Regions from separate parts of the Sus scrofa genome. Here all the other regions are linked to region 1. A link is a contact called in public Hi-C, HiChIP or PLAC-seq and promoter capture Hi-C data. All regions are on one chromosome and are shown on one strand. Each heading gives the region's core, a stretch centred on a gene start, on an enhancer-like site or on the middle of the called end of the contact. The rest is flanking DNA. Distances are from core to core; before and after follow the strand shown.

Region 1 (2,925 bases), core at 107-2,606:
GGGCACATCTCTGTCTACCAGCGCGCAAGAGAATTAAACCCTTCACTATCATATTGAGTTTTCCGTCAATAAAGAATGTCTAAATTCTTTTTTACAAAGAAGATAAACTTTAAAACATTATTTAGAAACACGGAGGTGAATCTTGAAGAAACTCTGAAAAACATAGACTGTGGAGATGGGAAGGGACATAGCAAGGCAAGGCCTGCTATGTTTTGTTATAAATCTTTTGGTACTATTGACTTTTTAAACTTTGCATATGTCCTACTTTGAAAAAAATTAAAACAGACCAAACAAAAACACCCTTCTAAACAAAACTCAGGTTAAATAGGAAATCAAAAATAACCATTACAAGCCAAGTTCCTGGGACAAACTCGTATTTGAAGTCATGCAGTCTTAGGTTCGAATCCAAGCTCACCGCTTATAATGAGTCCCTGGCCAAGTTACCCAACCTTTCTGAGCTTCAATTTCCTCCCATGTAACAACACTTAACAGTAGGGTTGTTGAAAAATTAAAGGCTAATACACGGAAAACTATACTCCCCCTGCCCTATCCATGCTGGCAATAAAACTCAGTAAATGGTAGGTGATACTGTCATCGTTATGCAGGAATGAAATTAGCAACTTGGGGCTCCCCGATATTATTTGCTCCTACAGAAGCAAAAACTTTTGTTTTAAGGCAAAAGTGGTCAGAACCATTGGTCCTCAAGTATTCAGTCGGTGCCAATTCTAAAGCAAGAACACATGCCGGGGAGAGAAGACACTGCTAAATTTGGTTGGTTTCAAAACTGAGTGTGGGAGGGAGCTCAACGACTCAGTGTAAATTTCGTTTCCGTAAGGGTCGCGGAGAGTAGGTGGGGAGAAGGACTCTAGAGCGCGGGGAATCGGCGGACAGAACTCCTTTAGCGCACTTCCGGGCCCCTCCTTAAAACTACAGATCCCAGGAGGCAGCGCGCCCGGTCATGCGGCCCCAGGGCCGTAAGGCCCACTGGGAGTGGTAGTCTTTTGGTTAGGGGATCCGCGCCAAAGGCTTACCTGAGGGATTGTGTTGTCTGTCTCGGCCCCTCCGCTCCGGTCCAGGAAGAAAGTGCCGAGGCGCGGCATGGGGATCTCAGTGCGCACCGGGAGCTTTTCGTGGGACATCAGGATATCGTCCAGGGAAAGAAAGTTCTCCTCAGGCCCCAGCGCACCCGACTCCACCCGGAAATAAGCCTCGGACATGGCGGCGGTCCACTCTCGTTGTTCTGGAGACCTCGGGGAGTCAGGGATGTAGAAGGAGGAGGAGGTGGCGGTGGCTGAGGCTGGTCAGGATTTTGAAGGTTGAGGAGGTCCTTGCGGCCACCTGGTAGGATTCAAACTCTTTTCCCGCGCCCGGGGTTGGGCCAGACAGAAGCAGTCGATCTAGGCGGGTCTTCCCAGGAAGAAGCAATCGACAAAATCTGCGGATTTGGTTTTGCGCAACTCCTTGGTAAGGGCGCAGTAGGTGGATCCGCACTAAGTTTTCTTCCCGCAGTGTAGCCCAGGGTGAGAACTTCAAAGAGAAGCAGGAAATGCCGTTGAAGCTGCAGGAAGCGTCTGCACTAGACTGAGTTATGTGGTCTTTTAAATGTTTACATGAAATTAAAAACACTTTGCAGTACATTTAGGGGCTTAAAAAAGACCATTGCGCCCTTCCTCTCAGGCCTGATCCAGTCTGGCTTAATTATTACAGTTTGTCAGTCTCTGAGAATCTCTGTTAATCTTGAAACATTAAAAACAAAGCAACACTCTAACACTAGCCCCTGACAGTTATTACAGACTTTTCGGAGGAGGTATAGTAGGGTAGATGGGGGGGTGGTGGTGGAGGAGCGCACGTGGCTTGCAGAGGTCCTGAGTCTATGTCAGGACCTCCCAGTTCACCTTACCATCAACGGCTAACTCCATTTGTGGCTTTTATTTTAAATCCTTAAAAGAAGAAATCTAATGGGCAGTTCATCTCTTTTTGAGGCAGGCCACAATGGTCATAGGTGGCAAGACATTCCATAGATTGGGTGCCAGTCATGTGCCATCACTGGTCTGGTGGGAAGGGGATGTGGTACCAGACTTGGGGGCGTTAGTCAGGGCTATGGATGGTGGCAGTGTTGAGAGAGGCACTACAAAACTTACTTCATAAAGAAGGACATTCTGGGCTATAGAGCCATGAGCAGAGGGTTCATGGAAAAGGAATGTGTATTCATCATGTTTTTTATTTTCTGTCCTTTATGAGGCTTTGATATCTTGGGGCCTTGCAGCTTGGGTAGGAACTGTTCCTCCCAGGGTGAGCTAATTCCTAGAGTCGCAAACAACTTGCCTGTGAACATGCCTTCCGTGTACAAACTAACTGATCCAGAGCCCATATCCCAAGCCTTTATCTAACTCCCACATACCAAACCAGTATTTCCCCGCCCTAAATCACCCCAGGGCCAAGAACTGGACAGTTGGAGACCAGCCTTATTCAAACTATCCAATCCTAAATTTGTTTAAACCTGCCTACTCTGCTTCACCCATTTCTTCCCACAGAAACCACAGTAAAGGCTCTGGGAGTGTTTTCAGGGTCCTTCAGTAAAGGGGTGTCCTCCCCTCCCTCCTTCTGCCTCCTGACAGGCCCGTCAGGTACTTCCCTGTGTGACCCTACATGACATGATATGCTCCTTTCTCTTGGGAAGGGTGAGCATTGAAACTTCTTTCAGTGGCACAGACCACTCTGTCATCACTCAGTGATCTCTGTAAGTTAAAGCCTGGGCATCGACAAGACAAGAGGCAGTGGGGGAGGCGGGCAAATCGTGGGAAGCCTTGAGAGCTCTTCTAAGAGGGTTAGCCTATTCCATAGGAAATGGGAGGAAACGTGTAAGGTTTTTGAGCCAGTGATACCATATATCCGAGCTTTAAGTAGAGAATTCTGGCAGTGGGT
Region 2 (2,925 bases), core at 228-2,727, 240 kb before region 1:
AAATTGAACCCCCTGCTGACTCAGCAGGTTAAGGATCTGGTGATGTCACTGCCATGGATCTGATTACTGCTGTGACACAGGTTTGATCCCTGGCCCAGGAACTTCTGCGTGCTGGCATGCTGTGAGCAAAGCCTACACACACACACACACGCCCACACATACACACACACACACTGATGTACACAACAACTTGCATGAGTCTCTGGGCAATTATGCTTGTTGAAAATAGCCAATCTTAAGAGGTTACAACTGTAGAATTCCATTTATATAACATTTTTTGAAATGACAGACTTTTAGAAATGGAGAACAGATTAGTGGTTGCAGAGACTTACAGAAGGAAAGCCTTGCTGGAGGGAGGTGAGTGGTTATAAAAAGGCAGTAGGAGGGATCCTTGTGTTGGAAAGGTCTGGAATCCTGAATGTGGTGATTTATAAACCCTCCCCATGATTAAGCTGAATAGAAGTAAACACACACCAAAAAATGACTTCAAATAGAACTGAGGAAATTCGAATATGATCAGTGGATTGTGTCATCAATATCCTGGTTGTGATATGGTACTATGGTTTTGCAAAATGTCACCACTGAGGGAAACTGGGTAACCAATACGAGGCTCTCATCAGCAAGGACCTTTGATGCATGAAGAGGTAGGTGGAATGGAGAGCAGGTTCTCCTAACATAGATGAGGACATTGGAATGCTAGTGACTATGTGACAGCTTGCAAGTGGCACACAGTCACAAACAGAAGCCAGGGCTATGGACACCCATTCATTCAACCAATACTTAATTATATGAGTGACATCAGTGCCTCAGTGTTCAAGAATCTAGGCCCTGGGGTTAAGGCCATGAGCAACACTCAAACCAACCACAGCTCAAGGAGGTAAAAATGGCCCCTCACTGTCCTCAGTGAAAAAGTCCAGGGTCAGCAGTTCCCGTTGTGGCGCAGTGCTTAACGAATCCGACTAGGAACCATGAGGTTGCGGGTTCGGTCCCTGCCCTTGCTCAGTGGGTTAACGATCCGGCGTTGCCCCGTTAGCTGTGGTGTAGGTTGCAGACGCGGCTCGGATCCCGCATTGCTGTGGCTCTGGCATAGGCCGGTGGCTGCAGCTCCGACTGGACCCCTAGCCTGGGAACCTCCATATGCCGCGGGAGCGGCCCAAGAAATAGCAAAAAGACAAAAAAAAAAAAAAGTCCAGGGTCAGAGCTGTGGGTGCGAAGACAAGGGAAACAAAGGAGGATTAATGAGGCCAAAGATCTATGGCCCATGGCATCCAGACTGGCAAAATCATCAATTGCTCTTCCTAGGAGTAGGAAGGAGTGTGTGATTTGGCCAAGGGGCCAGGACTAAAAGTAACCGGATAAACACCGGCGGGCAGGCTGCCAGGCTGATTCGGAACAGTGCCATCCCCTCGGGCATAAGGAAGCTGGTGTCCAAGATTGACACCTGCAGAAAACTACAACTCCCAGCATGTCCCGCGGCCCACCCAAGGCCAGAGTCATGTGACCGCTGCTCACGTGTCGCTGCAGCCGGCCGGGCTTGAGGCACCGCAGGTAAGTGACAGGAGGTACAGGTTGGTGAAGGGTGGAAATATTAGGTCCCGGGGTCCCCAGGGCCCCCACTGAGGAAAAGCCCTGCCCACACCCTCAGGACTCCGCAGCCCGGTGTCCTCCGCCACACGCCCGCGCTTGGTCGGACTGGCCCCACCTAGTCTCCTTAATCACTCCTAGGCCGGATCAAGCCCCGAAGCCCCTCCCTAGTTTACCCGACAGCAACCCACTCGCCTCGGGCCTGTAGATCGTCCCTGCCCTGGGTGCGCGCTGACCCACTCCCAATGAGCCCACTCCTCATATTTCTGGGATCCAGTCCCAGGCTGGCCTGGCAACCTGCTCCAGTTGGGGTCTGAGGGGGCCTACCGCAATGGTTAAGCCCCTGGCCTGGGCACGTGGGCGTTAGGCTTCTGTCTCTGGCTCTGCGGTCTAGTCCCTGTGACATTAGTCTAGACTCTTTCCTTCCATGGGCATGTTCTGAGCTGCTGTTCCATTCTGTGAGTTAAAACGCCTCAGTTCCCCTCACTCCGCTCACCAGCACAGAAACAGCTCAGCCCCTTCTCACTGTTGACAGCAGATTTTCTGTGAAGTTTTAAGAAAGAAGACATCGGGGGCCGGAGAGAGAAGTAAGGAGACTCAGATCCCAAATCTTTGGGGAGAAGGAGGTGTAAAGAGCAGCTCTCCCTCCACCACAGCCAGACAGGTGGAAAGAGCAGGTAAGCTGGGTACGGTGGTGTGGGGGTAATATGCAGCGAAGGGGAGCTGAGAAATCTTGGGCTAATGTGGAGACCTCTGTGTCTTCGACATGAGCAGGAAGACATGGTCTCACAGCTTCAGTAAGCACTAACTTTGCAGAGCTCTCTGTGGGGCTACCCTGGAAGCTGGAAGCCCCAAACTGCGTCCACTACTCACTGGTTTTTTGCTGAGTTGCTGACTGGGTGGCAGGTTGCGTAAGAGGAAGCCCTGCGGCATCTGACTGGTCTTTCTGGACTTGGAGTCAAAGAGGAGACACTTCCCCTGGAGCTGTGTCCCTTGGTTGCATGCTTGGTGACAGATGTCTGAAAGCACCTAAACTCCCCCTTTCCCCTCTACTGAGTATGAGGCTCCAAACTTTGTTCAAGCAGTGGGACTCACTAGCCATTCTAAACCCATCAGTGTGCTGAGGGCACGGGAAGGGATGCTTCTGTGATGGGCAATGGTTAGGTCAGTCATGTGGGAGAAGAGTAAGAACTGCCCTGAATTTTTTTTTCATTAAAGCAAAAATAAAACCTTTTTGGAGTTCCCGTTGTGGCACAGTGGAAACGAATCCAACTAGTAACCATGAGGTTGTGGATTTGATCCCTGGCCTCGATCAATGGGTTAAGGATCTGGCATTGCTCT
Region 3 (2,925 bases), core at 256-2,755, 210 kb before region 1:
ACATGTAAAGTAGTCAAAATCTTAGAAGGGTAGTTTTCAAGCACTGGAGGAAGGAAATGAGTTGTTTGATGGGTATAGAGTTTCAGTTTTGCAAGATGAAAAAGTTTTTCTAGAGATCTGCTGCACGACATGCATATAGTTAACAGTACTATATGGTAACTTAAAAATGGCTACGATGGTAAATTTTATGTTGTGTTTTTTGTTTGTTTTGTTTTGGCTGAGCCCATGGCATGTGGACGTTCCCAAGATGGGACCTGTGCTGCACTTGTGACCTGCCCCACAGCAACGATGGATCCTTAACCTGCTGCTCCACATCAGGAAGTTATATGTTATATGTTTTTACCACATCCTCCTCCCCCCACGTGTAAGTTCTTGGGGCAGGATTCCACAGCCAGAGAAGCAGAGCAGTGACAAGAGAGCCTTAACCCGCCTTACATAATTTTTTTTAAAGAGACATATGGCTAGCAAACAAGAAACTTAGTGTTGCCTCAGGACAGCAGAGATTAGGATCGTTTTTCTCCAAAAGGTAAAAGATCCAACACTTTCTTCCCAATCTTCCCACCCTTCTGGGAACAGATGACCTCCAAATCTTTAAAAAGATATGTTCCCATGCTTTTTATTCCCAGAGCAAAAGGCATAAATATTCTTTTTTATCCACCTCCAGGGAGTGAGCCAAAAAGAGGACCTGAGCCTGAGCTTCCCACCTCTTTCTAAGGAGTCCCTTCCTCAATAGGCAGAACGAGAAAGGAAAGTTCTCTCCAGTAAAGTTAGGCAGGCTAGGACCAAATGGGAGCCTGGAAGACTACGTTCTCCAGCATGCATTGCTGCCCCTAGAGCGCATTCAGTGACTGAAGAATACGCACTACTTTTGCGACAGGGATGGGGTTGGGTGAACTACAGATCCCAGGATGCAAGGGCTACCACTCCAGTAACAGCCTGGCTTGCTTTCTGGAGCTGGCGTTCCCCGCCAAAGGGATACGCGGTTTGGGGAATGTTTGAGATTGGGAAGCCCCGTGGTCTATCGGATTTGACACTTCGAAAGAGGAAGGAGAATACGGGAAGGCTGCTTTTCACTGTAACTCAAAGTTGTTCCCGGGCAGGATAACAAGGGTTTAAGGGCCCCCCCCTCCTTTATTTATGGTTTCTCATAGCCAATGTCAGACACCCATTGGTGGAGGACTTCGAGGGCAGGTGGGAAGTCCGAGCAGCCCTACATCGAAGTTATCTGTCTCTCCTTATTGGTCTTCAACTCGAGCGCAGGCGCGAGGGCTCCGATTCCGGTCCCTGGGGACTGGTGAGCGGCAATTGGCCAAAGCCCGCGAAGTAGGAGTCTGGATTGGTAGTTGCTAGCAGGATCCTGGTTTCTTCCTTGACTTCTGCAAGTGATAGAGTGTGATTGGTTTAAATCCGCGGGCACCCGTCGGTGATTGGGTGGAAGCCACAGGCGGAGTACGGCCATTGGCTGGTGCTGGGGCCATCCCTCCTCGGGCGGGCAGCGAATGATGAAATGGGAACGGGGAGGGGAAAGGCCGCGACGTGAGCGCGCGACCTCCGGCGCCATTTTGTAGAGAAACAAGCGGAGTTAACCGAAGAGAGGGTCGAGGAGAGCCGGAGTCGAGGACCCAGGAGTTTCCTGTGTCCAGCGCTGCCGGAGCCGCCCGAGGTGAGGTGGGCTGGGGTCAGGTGCTGAGGCCGGCTGACGGTGTCAGCTACGGAACGCGGGTGCCGGTGCGGGAAGGAACCGAGGTGGTCCCGGGGCCATTGGGAACGTTTCCCGGCGCTCCGCGGAGTGAGGGGCAGTCGGACGGGGAAGTGGCGAGGCGGGAGAGGGCGGACTCTCTCCTCTTCGCTCGCGAGTCTTCGGGCTCTGAAGAGAAGCGGCCGAAGTGAAGGCTCCACGAAGCGGAAGGCAGAGCGCGGGATGAGTCTCGGGATGGCCCCCGGCCCGGGCCTGGAAGCTCTGAGGGTGGCGGTGGCGGCATTTGGGGCGGCTGGGCCTCGCCTCGCGCGGGCTGCCCCCTTCGCAGACCCCACGAGCTCCTCAACTGCCGGATGAGTGCAGTGGGCATGGGCGTAGGAGGCCTAGCCCCGGGGGCGAGGGGAGCGTGTTCCGAGTAGTTGCAGACTCCCAGTTCCTGTTGTTGGACCCGGAGCTGCCAATCCTCCTCCCCCCGCCCCCAGCACGTTGTCAAACCCCGAGTGTTTTCGGGTGTCCGCCGGTGGGAGGGGCGGGCGGGAGCGAGGCACTTCCTTATTACTTCTTGCCACAGGTTTTGTTCCATTCGCGCGCCCGGGCGCTCTCACACTCGCTCCGAAGTCGGCCCCCATCCACCTGGCCCAGTGTCTGTGCTAAGTGGCGTTTCTGCTCACCCATGGAAAGTGTCCTCCTGGTGAGCAGAGCACATGGAGGCTTCAGTGCTGGGGAGAGATTTTCTGCGGATCTTGTAGGGGTTACATAAGGCCAAACGCACAGATACTCCGTTTCAGTAACCCCCACCCCTGCAGGTTTCACCCCACCGGGCTCCTACAGATGAGCATCCCCACTAGGACTGCGCTTTAATGCTTCCTCTCTGTGGGTTTGGAAATGTTGTGTTTAAAGTAAACTTTGAGAAGAAAACTTTTGCTCTGAAGTCACTCAAAGGCCCTAATTTTTAGGATTCTGAGAACGTCTTTTTGTTGGTGGTAACACAGTTTTCTTTCCTTATTTCTCTACGTTCTGTTGCCATGAGGTTAACAACTAATTGATTGAGTCTCACTGATTACTTTTTGGGGAAAAATTCTGAACATTTCCCTCATGACAGTCCATTTGATAGGAACAGGTTCACATGGATGAAAAAGTGGACAAATAAAAAACTGGGAAGTAGGTCAATCAGATCAGGAACAAACTTGTTTTTGTAGAGGTATTTGGGTTTAAAATGCCAAGAA
Region 4 (2,925 bases), core at 153-2,652, 190 kb after region 1:
GCTGCAAACTACTTTTCTGTCAGCCACATAAAACCAGCACAGGCCTGAGCAAGAGTATGATATCCAAGCAAATGCTCAATGAGTGATTGGTTTCCAACACCCGGGATTTCTTCCACACTTGAAATAGCATAGCTTATTTTATGCTTTTTAAAAAAACATTCTGGAGTTCCCATTGTGGCTCAGTGGGTTGAGAACCCAATGTAGTCTCCAAAAGGATGCGGGTTGGATCCCTGGCCTTGCTCAGTGTGTTAAGGACCTGGCATTACAAGTTGCAGATGTGGCTGAGATCCAGTGTTGCTGTGGCTATAGCAAAGGCCTGCAGCTGCAGCTCCGATTTGACCCACTTCCTTATGCCACAGGTGAGGCATAAAAATAAATATTTTTAAAAATTAAACAATGTTGGAGTTCCCATCGTGGTGCAGCAGAAATGAATCTGACTAGGAAACATGAGGTTGGGGGTTTGATCCCTGGCCTTGCTCAGCGGGTCAAGATCCAGCATTGCTGTGAGCTATGGTGTAGGTCTCAGACAGGCTCGGATCCTGCGTTGCTGTGGCTGTGGTGTAGGCTGGCAGCTGTAGCTCTGATTAGACCTCTAGCCTGGGGACCTCCATATGCTGCAGGTGCGGCCCTAAAAAGACCAAAAGGAAAAAAAAAATGTTCTAAGAACTAATTGATTAAAACCCTGCTGCTAATTCAACCTATTCAAATGTATTTTAATTGCATTAATTTCTGCTTTTATCTTAATGTTCAGACCTTGTTTTCTAATCATGCATTTAAGGTGATAAATTTTCCTTGAAGTATTGCTTTGACCACATACCACAAGTTAAGATATCTGGTGTATTCATAGTGATCCTGTTAATAATTAAAGCAATGATGCCTTTAAGACATTTAATGTAGTTAGTGCGCATGTACTGGTTAGCTGCTTTAACCTTATCAAATAATGCCAAAGAGCATTATTTGTTATTTGCAGGAAACCAGGCAAGCACTTCCTTACATCCAAGCCACCCGTGCCTTTCCCCACTTTTCTTTCGCGCTAGTAACTCCTACTGTCCCCTAAGGGGGCGGGGCCTGGACTTCACGCCTCTGACTCCACCCCCTCCAGGTTCCCATGACACTGGGCAGATGCTAACAACTCATTCTATAACCTTGTGTCTCCTTCCGCTTTCTAGAAGCCGCTCTGAGACAACGATGGGAAAATAGTCCCTTGGCAACGAGGTTCTTTTTTCCAGACGGCGGAACTAGGGCGGGGCTTAAGAGCGGAAGAAACAGGAAGTCCGTGATCCCTGTGGCAGGATTGGGCCCCGCTCTCTCGGGGGCGAGCTCAAGCTGGCGGAGGGATCCACCTCTGGCGGCGGGCGGCCCACCGCCTCTATTTAAGGAAGGGAGAGAGGCGCAGGCGGCAGTTGCTGTGGTGTCGGTGCTGAGGCGGCTTCGTTCTTCTGCTAGTGAGCCTCGCGGATGTAGCGTCCCGCGTCTAAGTCCTGCTGTCTGCGGCTACCAATTGGGAGGTCAGGAGCGCAGGGTACTTTCTTTGGGCCAGAGCCGGCCCCCTTTTTTGCCTTCGCCACTAAGTGAAGCCATTTAGGTCAGCTTCCGCGCGGCTGAGGAGAAGGCCGCCGGCGATATGTTCAAAAACACGTTCCAGAGCGGCTTCCTCTCCATTCTCTACAGCATTGGCAGCAAGCCCCTGCAAATCTGGGACAAAAAGGTCAGGGACTGGGGGCGGTGGCGGGGCGGGGTCCGCGGGCTGGGCCTGGTGTGGCGGGTAGTTATGTGGAGCTGGGGGAAGGCCGGGCGGTCGCTGCTGTGCCCCGTCCCCAGCCTGGCGTGACTGAGGGTCGACGAGGGAGCGTCGTGTAAGCAGCTGGAGTGCATGTGGAGTGGGCGTGGCTGGGCTTTAAGTGACCTGCGGCCGTGGTCCAGTTAGGACAGTGGTCCCTCTTTGCAGATTTGACTGGGTCACTGGATTCCTAACCTTCGGTTTCTGCATCTATAATATGGTGGGGTTGAATAGTGCCCGTTTCACAGCGTTGAAAAGCGTAAACTCACGTGATGTTGCTTTGGGGACGTGCACATGAATTGCTGTTCACTGATTTCACAAACATTTACTGATACCCTGTATTGTGCCAGGCCCTATGCTCGGCACTAGACACAGAACCTTTGTTCCAGGCGCCCTTACAGAGGCAAAGCCAGGACTCAGTTATGTTTGGGTTTCATTCATTTGCTCCCTTCCTCCCACTGATCCCGAACAAGCCAGAATTCGGTGGCCCTTGGCACTTGCTCCACACTCACTGTGACTTGGGGTCTGTACTCTGCCTTTCCTTATTTCTCCATCAGGAAAATTGCAAAATGGTGATAACGTCTTGTTTGGGTTAACAAGCACAGACCCAGGTAAAACATCTTGTTTTTTTTTTTTGTCTTTTTGCTATTTTTTGGGCCGCTTCCACGGCATATGGAGGTTCCCAGGCTAGGGGTCTAATGGAGCTGTAGGCGCCGGCCTACGCCAGAGCCACAGCAACACCGGGTCCGAGCCTCGTCTGCAAACTACACCACAGCTCATAGTAACGCCAGATCCCCAACCCACTGGGCCAGGCCAGGGACCGAACCCGCAACCTCATGGTTCTTAGTTGGATTTGTTAACCACTGAGCCACGACGGGAACTCCTAAAACCTCTTCTTCATCATCACTCAGGTGTCAGCTGCATGATACTTTCACTGACCCCACGAAATGGTGACCTTGTCCATTTTTTGGAAGTTTTGAGCAGGGGGCATGTGTGTTTTGCAAGTACAGGTTGGTCTGCATTTGATTACTTTGATATTTTCTTTCTTATGCAAATTCCCAGGCAGTCTGTACCCTTCTTTGAAAAGAAGTTAATATAAGTGGAAGACAGGTGATTTAGGGTATAACCTTAGTACTGCCTCCTCT
Region 5 (2,925 bases), core at 255-2,754, 150 kb after region 1:
CATTACTGCTTTTATTTTGTAAAATCCACAGCATAGAGAGGTTAAGTTATTGGCCCAAGGTAACACAGCTTGTAAGTAGCAGAGCTGGCATTCAAACACGGAAGGATCTAGCTTCAGAGTTTGTTCTCTTAATTGTATCAAGAAGGAGGAAGCAGGGCCTCACCTAGAAAACAGAATATGAAAAAGGATTGGATTCAAAGCAACCCAGGCTGAGTGATTAAAAAATGTGGGATGGAAAAGCAAGACCAAAGAAAGGCCCAGAACATCAAGGAGAGAAGAGTGTTCAGGGCTAGAAGGCAACCTAATAAAATAGGCCAAAGTTTGGTTGGCCACCCCACCCTCAGTCCATACCCAACTCCTAGCCTGTCCCTTCAAGGCAGGACTCTCACAATTCTCCTGCTCTCTGTCCTCCCAAACCAAACCAAGGTATTTCTATGGTCTCAAAGTGTCTCCACACATTTTGCTTATTAATTACAAAGGGAAAAATAGGAACTTTACAGTGAGTAACTTGGCTGACTCCAACTTAACCAAGTGAGGATATGAACATAAAGAGAGTTCTTAGGGAAGGTTCTGGAAGGATATTTTGGGGAAAATGTAAGATAAGGGTTTTGTGGATGAAGAGAGAAGGGGAAGTCTGGAGGTTCAAGAGTCTGTGGGTGGCAGGGGAGAGTCTATCAGGGAAGATGGGCTGTCTCTGGGAGGGGTGGGGAAATCAGGAGTTGGAGAGGTTCTGAGTGAAAAGAGCAAGTTTCATGAGGGAGGGACTTGATGGGAACAGTTTGGGTGACAAAAGTGTCACAGCAGGGTCGGTATGAGAGGTCTGGTGGTGAAACTCTGGATGACGAAAGGGTAGAGAGCTTTGGGGTAGGGGGTCTCTAGGAGAGTCCTGGAAGAGTAGGCGAGGGGGCAAGGCTCTAGGACAGCAGCCTGTGGGCGGGGAGGCCCTGTGATGAGCGCTTTCTGCCAGACCAAGGATGGGTAGATTTGGAAGGGGATCCTGGAGGGGCGGGGTCAGGGGCGGGACCAGGCCGGCGGGCGGGTCCCCCCGCGCTGCAGGGGGCGCTGTGAGGCTGGGCGGCCCCGGGCCGGGCGTCGGCCGCTCCTAGTGAGCGCGGCCCCTTTTCCGGGTTTCCTCCTCCTCCTTCTTCGCCGCCGCTGCCGCTGCCCCTTTCCCGGCCGGCGGCTGCCGCTGCTGGTGCCGCCGACGCCGCCGCCGCCGCCTCGGGGCCGCGAGCCGAGCGGAGGCCGCCGCGGAGCGCGAGCGCCATCCGCCCCGCCGTCCCGCCGGCAGCTCCAGGGCCCGGCCGGCTTGGCCGGCGCCCCCCGCGCCCCCAGCCCGCCCGCCCCCGCGGGCCCGGCCTGGCGCGGCCGCCCGCCGCTGCGCTCCTCCTCCTCCTCCGGCGGCCCGCGGCCCGCCGCCTCCTCCGCCCGCCGCCCCGCGCCCCCCGTCGCGCCGCCGCCGCCGCCCTCGGCGCCCCGCGACGCCCCCCGGTCCCGCCCGCCATGCCGGGCCCGGCCGCGGGCAGCAGGGCCCGGGTCTACGCCGAGGTGAACAGCCTGAGGAGCCGCGAGTACTGGGACTATGAGTCTCACGTCCCGAGCTGGGGGTAAAGCCGCCGCCGCCCCCCGCCGGGCCCTCTCACTCCCACCCCCGCCCGGCCGTCCCCCCACCCCCCGCGCAAACCGCACTTGTCCCCCGCTGTCTATCTCCTCGCCTGCCCCTTTGCTGGGCCTGCGCTTCTCCGGTCTGGGGTGGGAGGTCCACTCCCCCCACCAGTGCCCTCGTCTTCCTCTCCTCCCTTCCGCTTCTCCCTCCCCGTTGTGCGTACCCCTTACCCCAGGGTATACTTCCTTACAAGTGTAGGGGTCCAGGGACCAGAGCCCGGTGGGAGTAAGGGAGCAGCCTTTCCTTTTACGCTTTGGGGTTTCTATTGGGGTGGGAAGTCAGCAGCTGTCCTCTTGAGCTATTAAAATTCTTTGCTTTTCTATTTTTTTGAAATGAGGATGGGTGGGAGGAAATTTTTTAAGGATGTCCAGATTCGCAAGGCAGGCGGTGTCTACCTTCTGGGTGTGCAATAGAAGGCAGGTGCTGGGCGGAGGGGCACCTCTGGGCCTCCGGGATGGATGCTTTGCTCACCTCTAGATTGAGTCAGACCCGTGCCTTCCACCTTATCTCCCCTAAGTTATGAGGGACCAATTAGGTTAGGAACTGCGTCTAGTGCGAGGAGCCAAGTTTATGTTGTGGCTTTCATTTAGGGAATGAGTTGTGGCATGATGTGTAGACACTTCCAAGTGCTTGATTAATGGAAGCGCCTGGATGGGGTGTGTAGTGGGCATAGGCTTGGTTAATCCTAAGTCCTGCCATTTATATTTGTCGCTCTTGGCTTTCACAGTAATCAAGATGATTACCAGCTGGTTCGAAAACTTGGTCGGGGAAAGTATAGTGAAGTATTTGAGGCCATTAACATCACCAACAACGAGAGAGTGGTTGTAAAAATTCTCAAGGTGAGTGTCTTATGAGCGGCGTTAAAGTTTCTTTTTCACAGGTCAGAAGGATATGAACTATTTCAGCCACATTCTCCAATGAGCAGTTTGAGCTCTCATTTTGCATCTGTTCTGTCTGATGTCCCTCTCCTACTCCTCCCACCTCATTTTCCTGTGAACTTTCAAGAAAATCTGCAGAAATAGGCAGACCTGTTTCAACTCTAAGTGTGATGGTTCAGGAACATGCTTGTTCTGAAATGTAATTAAAGGCTTCCAAAGTGAAACTTCCAAAGGGGCTCCATTTATTAGAAAATAAATAGGCATTCAGAAGCAAAAAGAGCCTTTTCATGAAGATCCTATCAACGCAAAGGCTCCTCAAGTACTGTATATGTTATTCCAGAAAGTTGTAAAAAAGTAGCTTCAAGGATGCATTTGAAACCT

Evidence for each region. Promoter capture Hi-C pulls out the DNA fragments that hold promoters and counts their contacts. Hi-C and Micro-C count contacts between places; a contact is called where the count stands out from the background. HiChIP or PLAC-seq counts read pairs in DNA pulled down with a chosen protein or histone mark.
Region 2: an H3K27ac HiChIP or PLAC-seq map of alveolar macrophages shows a contact between it and region 1. The contact joins the promoter of SLC38A7 here to the promoter of GINS3 in region 1. A contact is called at or near these places in 2 of 47 Hi-C or Micro-C datasets (both in liver) and 1 of 2 datasets of contacts at active chromatin or transcription factors (alveolar macrophages).
Region 3: a Hi-C map of liver shows a contact between it and region 1, with 4 times the contacts expected there. The contact joins the promoter of CNOT1 here to the promoter of GINS3 in region 1. A contact is called at or near these places in 8 of 47 Hi-C or Micro-C datasets (heart right ventricle, liver, mesenteric adipose tissue and 1 more) and 2 of 2 datasets of contacts at active chromatin or transcription factors (alveolar macrophages and skeletal muscle).
Region 4: a Hi-C map of skeletal muscle shows a contact between it and region 1, with 7 times the contacts expected there. The contact joins the promoter of CFAP20 here to the promoter of GINS3 in region 1. A contact is called at or near these places in 4 of 47 Hi-C or Micro-C datasets (heart right ventricle, liver and skeletal muscle).
Region 5: a promoter capture Hi-C map of liver shows a contact between it and region 1, with 4 times the contacts expected there. The contact joins the promoter of CSNK2A2 here to the promoter of GINS3 in region 1. A contact is called at or near these places in 1 of 5 promoter capture datasets (liver), 1 of 47 Hi-C or Micro-C datasets (heart right ventricle) and 1 of 2 datasets of contacts at active chromatin or transcription factors (alveolar macrophages).

Annotation. Positions count from the first base shown.
Region 1 is chr6:20,161,127-20,164,051 of Sscrofa11.1, reverse strand. It overlaps GINS3 (GINS complex subunit 3), which reads right to left and starts at 1,356. Exons shown (of 3, transcript NM_001244332.1): 1 at 1,032-1,356. The coding sequence starts at 1,217.
Region 2 is chr6:20,400,285-20,403,209 of Sscrofa11.1, reverse strand. It overlaps SLC38A7 (putative sodium-coupled neutral amino acid transporter 7), which reads left to right and starts at 1,477. Exons shown (of 13, transcript XM_021097090.1): 1 at 1,477-1,548; 2 at 2,136-2,261.
Region 3 is chr6:20,370,880-20,373,804 of Sscrofa11.1, reverse strand. CNOT1 (CCR4-NOT transcription complex subunit 1) reads left to right here and starts at 1,505. Exons shown (of 49, transcript XM_021093957.1): 1 at 1,505-1,663.
Region 4 is chr6:19,967,824-19,970,748 of Sscrofa11.1, reverse strand. CFAP20 (cilia and flagella associated protein 20) reads left to right here and starts at 1,402. Exons shown (of 6, transcript NM_001244786.1): 1 at 1,402-1,708. The coding sequence starts at 1,625.
Region 5 is chr6:20,015,303-20,018,227 of Sscrofa11.1, reverse strand. It overlaps CSNK2A2 (casein kinase II subunit alpha'), which reads left to right and starts at 1,504. Exons shown (of 12, transcript XM_021093948.1): 1 at 1,504-1,607; 2 at 2,394-2,505. The coding sequence starts at 1,504.